2 separate regions of the Arachis hypogaea genome follow, and region 1 is linked to region 2. Evidence: chromatin contacts called from public Hi-C data. All regions are on one chromosome and are shown on one strand. The core of a region is the stretch at or near the end of the contact, and the rest is flanking DNA. Distances in the headings are between cores, read along the strand shown. Region 1 holds the start of LOC112802034. Region 2 overlaps LOC112802026 (a long non-coding RNA gene).

Region 1 (2,841 bases), core at 300-2,799, 190 kb after region 2:
GAAGAAAAAAACTAAGCAATGAAGGAAAATAACAAAAATTTAAAACGGCCTTGGTCTTATATCTCGGGTGTCCACTTGGAAGGGTGCTCCTATTTGTAGTAGCACTGCATGTTAGTGGCATTCCAAGACTTTGGGAGCTCAGTTTCATCTAGTTGTTCGAGCTTGTAGGATCCTCTGTCGATTAAGGTATTTACTCAGTAAGACTCCTTCCAATTAGGTGTGAGATTTTCTTCCCCCGGAGTTGGGGGCCCGATATCGTTGCGTCGTAAGACGAGATTTTCGGGTCTGAAGTCTCGTTTTACCACGCTGCGATTGTACCTTAGGCTTATCATTCGTTTTAGGGTGAGTTCCTACAGTGTGCTATGCTCTGAACTTCATCTGCGAGGTCCCTCTCGACGTTCTCGTCGTGTTCCCCCACAATCCTCCGTGGGTTAGGGTCCCTGACCTCAACCGGAATGACGGCTTCGAGGCCGTAGGTTAACCGAAAGGGATTTCTCCGATTGAGATTTGAAGGGATGTTCGGTATGACCAGATGACGGATTCAAGTTTGTCGGCCCATAGGCCTTTGGCCTCGTCTAGCCGTTTCTTGAGATCTTTTACGATGATCTTGTTGGTCAATTCTACTTGGCCATTGGGTTGCAGGTATTTTACCAAGCTGAACCGCTGGAAGATGCTAATCTTTCCAAGAACTCCTTGAATCGTTTGTCCGCAAATTGGGTCCCATTGTCTGAGATTATGATATCGAGAATTTCAAAGCGGATTATGACTTGCCTCTAGAAGAACTTTTGACACTGAGTGGCCGTGATGGTAGCCAGTGCCTCAACTTCGATCTTTTTTGTGTAATAGTTGATAGCGATTATAAGGTATCAGAGTTGCCTGGGAGCTGTGTGGAAGGGTCCTACGAGGTTGGTTCTCCATGTTCCGAATGGCCAATCTACTATTATTACGCTGAGCTGGTGTGGAGCCGCTTGGTGGAGGTCGACATTAGCTTGATATTTCGGACAGCTTCTGACTAGTTGGAGGGAATCTCCATTGTACAAAAAGTCACTTATACGGGTTATGAGAGGGGTTGAGAATTGGCCAGTCTTGATGGCGATGGATTGGACTCTTGGAGCGGCGGGAGTAGTATCTACAAAGATAATTCGACGCCCAAATCAAAATGGATTTGAGAGGTATAAATGAGGATTAGGATTGTGTAACGTATCTGAAAAAATCTTTGACTCCCTTTATATAACTTGAGGTAGGTATCTTATTTTATTCAATTAAGATAAGGAAGAGGTTTAAATTTAAATGTTAGATTAAGATATTAATGATTATTGATTTGTTTTGGGCTGTGAAAATGACCCAATCTAAAATAATCGAATTTGGTAACAGTTTTGAGAAAGGACCGGATGGTAACAATGAGAAATATTTTTTTTCTTTACAATAACAAGGAAAATCATATTAGCTAATTAAAATGATTCTTTTTTTTTTTTCGTTGTCAAAACTAATTATTTTTGGACAAATGGTGGTTTAATAATAATTATAATAAATAAATAAATAAATTGAAGGAAATGGTAATAGTATGGCACAAGTAACAAAAACCTCAATTTTGCTACACACAACGCAAAGCCACTATCGTTTTTCTTTCATTTCGCTCGTTGCTGCGAACCTCCACAAACTTAGCGGCGGCGACTGCAACCCTCAAATCCTTAACAAACCCTCTCTCACTCTCACTCTCACTTTCACTTCCAGTCTCATTCATTCTCCTTCGCACCACGGTAATGCCTTCTCTCCTTCTCTCCTTCTCTCCTTCTCTCATTACTATGCATCTTCTAATTTTATTTTTGTTTTTTCTGCTTCATCCGTCATTTAGATCTCCCATGTATCTCTTTTCTCTGATCTGTTGTAATTCCTCTCACTAACTCCAATCACACATTCACCGATTCTCCAATTTGGTTTTCGTCTTTTTAATTATTTGTGTAATATGGATGGTTTGAAATTTAGGGTTTTGACTTAGCACCCAGTATGACATTTAGGGTTTTTGAGTCTCTCTATGTGCATTTCTGGATAGATCTGTGTTGTTTTCATTCAAATTATTGAGATTCTCATGTCATTGGATAGCTACCTTTTATTCATTTTTTTGGGTATAATTATGAAGTATCCTGATAGAAGAAATAAAAATGGCTATATACTCTTTAATCAATTTTATATGCATTTCGACGATGGGAACCTTGGGTTCTAGTTTGACATGCTTCGTTAATGTTTTCAGTTAATTTCCTGAAAGATTACATAGAAAAAAGAAGTTTTAGAAATGGTAGTTATGTGGATTTTCGAATATATGTTAGCATCTGGATTTTGTATTTTTTATAAAGAATTTGGATTCCTGATTTTCTTCTTGAATTGCAGAATCTGAGCTCTTGATGGCATCAAAGTTGCGGCAGCTGCAGTCGAAGGCATGCCAAGCCTCAAAATTCATCACCAACCATGGAACTGCCTACTACAAGCAGTTGTTGGAGCAGAACAAGCAATACATTCAGGAGCCACCCACGGTGGAGAAATGTGACCTTCTGGCAAAACAATTGTTCTACACCCGCCTTGCTAGGTTATATTTTCTCCAATCTTGTTCTAATTTTCCCCGAAAAAAAAAAGTGTTCCCATGTGTGGATTTGCCGTATTCTTTAATTAAGTTTGATGATGTCAGTACCTTTGTTTTCAAATAGTATTGTAGTAGATGTTCCTTGCAAGAATCTGATGTTGCAGCTAAAACCAGCTCCTTCCTTTTAAATAATGTCAAGTTTTCAAATAATGTTATCAAATAAGAGCTCCTTCCTTTCAAATGTCTTTACTGCTTCGGGCAAA
Region 2 (3,144 bases), core at 599-3,098:
TTGCTACTGGTCTTATACCATTTTTTTTATGTGCTACTGTAAGAACTAAGGCTTATGATATCAGTTTTAGGAAGTTATTTTTAGTAAATTTGATTTCTTAACATATGTGATCTGCACTCTTCATCTACAAATACAGGTTGGTACAACTTCATCATCAACTGCTATTGATCCTCTACCTGAAATGAGAAGAATTGCTAAGGTAATGAATGTATTTGATTGAATGGGTAATAAAACTTGCTAAATAACATGAAAGCCTTCTTGTATGGGATGATCACACTCAATATAAAATTTATTAATAATTTAAAAGCAAGTCTAAGTAATTATGTAGAAATAGTAGAATGATGTGGAGATGGTTTTCACTTTTTAAATCTTTACATTTAAAAGAGCTTGTCTTTGAATCCAATCATTCACTGATTCATTTGCTATTATTCTAATCATCATATCATGGCTGAAGAACTTGTTGATGGTGCTTTTCTTTTTGGCTTCATCAATGTTGTTTTGGAACTCATTGAATCCAATCATTCCCGCTGCTCCAGAGGTGTATCAACTGAAGAACTCATTCACATCAACACAAGTATAGTTTTGGAAGCACTTGGCGCTGCCCCTGTTCCAGGTGCTACTACTCTGGCCGAAAAGCTAAACCACCAAGGGGTTAATGTGGTATCTTTGTCACAAATTAAAGAAGGTATTGATGCTGTATATATCTTTGTTCTATTTTCTTAGGAAAGGATAACTTTTCACTATATTTCTGTGGATAATGTTTTGAGTGCTTTCACATAAATTCTTTCTTAGTATTTCCTTTTTTCTCCTTTTCTATTTACAGTGTGATGCACGAGCTTTGAGAGTTGTTCTCAGCCTCACAGGTGTAAATAAAGGCTTAAGAGGCCATGTTGTTGTGGAGATGAGTATTGCTAAGAGTAGGGATTAAATTGTCTCATTGTCCTGCTGTTGCAATGCACATGCTTGGATTTGCACCTGTAAGGGAGATACTTGGTGCTGGCATTTGTTTGTTTTTGTTGGTAACTCATTCTGAAATTTCTTAGCTAGCTAGGCCTTAGAGTGTGTTATGTGTAGTATATTTTGTATTTAATCATGTAAGCATATTGAAAAAATGAAAAAAATTGATTTATTGGACCAATTTTAATGTTTAAATATCTTGGATTTAATTTGTAAAGTGGGTGTAAAATATGTAATTGAAGAAAAAAATTTTAATTCAATATTTTGTGCATTTAAATATTACTAAAGATCTATTGTAATATTTTTTGTTGTTAGCAAAGAAAATCTTTTGAAACATTTATTAGAGTATTGCTATAAAATATCTATTGCGACATTTTTTAAAGTATTATTAAAAAGACTTATTGTGACATTTTTTAAGTGTTATATAAAATATCTATTGTAACATTTTTTAAGTATTACAAAAAATATCTATTGTATTATTTTGCTAAGTATTATAGAAAATATCTATGGTAATATTTTTCTAAGTGTTACAAAAAATATCTACTGTAACATTTCTCTAAGTATTACCATAAATGGTCTATTGTAACACTTTTCATAATATTACTATAGAATATCTTTTGTAACATTTTTACTAAATGTTATTAAATCTTTAGAAGAATGTTAGTAAAACTTTTTAGTAATATAAGATATATTTAACATTTGTTAAAATGTTACTAATATACATAGGTAATATTTTAATATGATTTAGTAACGTTTTTTAAATATTAGTAAAAATCACTTATGTAATAGTGACGAATTGAGTGTGCTAGTAAACCCAAACCTTATACTCTTATAGGCAAGTTCATACCTAAAAAAAAGTGTTCAATTGCTTCCGGATTCCCACAAAAGACACATCTATGTATTATATGAAGCCTTTAAGATGTTTAGCATGCACGATCTTCCAGTGGCGTTAATTTGATTCAATAGCACAAACCAAATAAAGAGGAACAATGCCTTTTATATTTTACACATGAACTATAACGTGTAATTTTTTTTTTCTAAATTACACTGAAAATAAATTCATATAAGCTTATTTCTGCTCAAAGTCTCCCAAAAAGCAGAGAAAAAAAGGCTTATGCTTTCCCGAACTCGTTTCCCAGTAGTTTGTGGGCCAACGAACTAAAGTTCTCCAAGAAAAAAAAATTATAAGTAGTGTACCAAAAAAAATTATAAGTATTATAAGTATTATGTTTTACGAAGAAAAGAAATTAATATATGTCAAATAGTAATTAAAATTAAATCCAAATAAATTGGTTCACAATAGAATAATGTTGTGATATACTATGTATTGTGGGAGTGGATCCTCTCCAGTGAGAAAAAAACTGGATGGTATCCAGTGTTCAATCTAACCATTCATTGCGCTCTCTCTCTTATTTATTTCTGGTCCCACTCATAGAATCAAAGGTGATAGATCACACTGGATTCTATCAATTGTTAAAAAAACTAGAGAGGATCTTTTTCCATATATTGTCTTCGTGTACACTCTTTTTTATACATTTTTTATTTTTAGTATCAAAAGTGATTGATCAAAAATAAAAAGATAAAAGATTTGTCGAATAAGGTTTAGAAAATATAAGAAAACAGTGTCAAAATTGGAACCTTTGGCGAACCTAATCCCCCGCCACCGCGGGGTGTCGCCGCCATTCTTATTTTTTCCAAAATAAATTATTGATGTAGGCATATTGGAGGAGAGCAAGGCATGAATCCTGCTCCAAATATTTGATCTTGCCCACCCTTTTTATTTTTAATTATTATTTTATTTTCATTACGGCAAATGTTAAAAGTTCAATAAAATTTATTTATTTTATTAATATTTTTAATTATTAATTTAATTTTTTTAATGAGTAAAGTATTGTTTTTGTTTCTCACGGGTAAGTCTTAAAGTTGTCTCTAATATTTAAATTGTCCTATTTAACTTCCTAACTTTTTAAAATTGACTAGGCCCAGTTTGGGTAAATAACTTAAATAAGTTCTTTTGAAAAAAGAGCTTAAAACATAAGGACTTTTATTAAAAGTAACTTATAAATAAGTTATTTTGTGTTTGGTTTTTTAGTTATAAAAGTACTTATTTTAAAGTTGTAGCGTTTGGATAAATAACGCAAAAGATAATTTTTTTATAAAAGAGAATGAATATTAAAATAACCATGA

Evidence for each region. Hi-C and Micro-C count contacts between places; a contact is called where the count stands out from the background.
Region 1: a Hi-C map of leaf shows a contact between it and region 2, with 4 times the contacts expected there. The contact joins the promoter of LOC112802034 here to the enhancer-like site in region 2. A contact is called at or near these places in 3 of 8 Hi-C or Micro-C datasets (all in leaf).

What each region holds. Positions count from the first base shown.
Region 1 is chr5:94,743,928-94,746,768 of arahy.Tifrunner.gnm2.J5K5, forward strand. LOC112802034 reads left to right here and starts at 1,550. Exons shown (of 3, transcript XM_025845025.3): 1 at 1,550-1,760; 2 at 2,389-2,584. The coding sequence starts at 1,565.
Region 2 is chr5:94,553,098-94,556,241 of arahy.Tifrunner.gnm2.J5K5, forward strand. It overlaps LOC112802026 (a long non-coding RNA gene), which reads left to right. Exons shown (of 10, transcript XR_011882263.1): 7 at 1-38; 8 at 137-199; 9 at 455-685; 10 at 824-1,138. Among protein-coding and RNA genes, the nearest start is that of LOC112802026, 4.8 kb to the left of the region's middle. Within about 2 kb of position 1,849, at least 1 of the 3 cell types and tissues checked has open chromatin away from gene starts, as enhancers often do.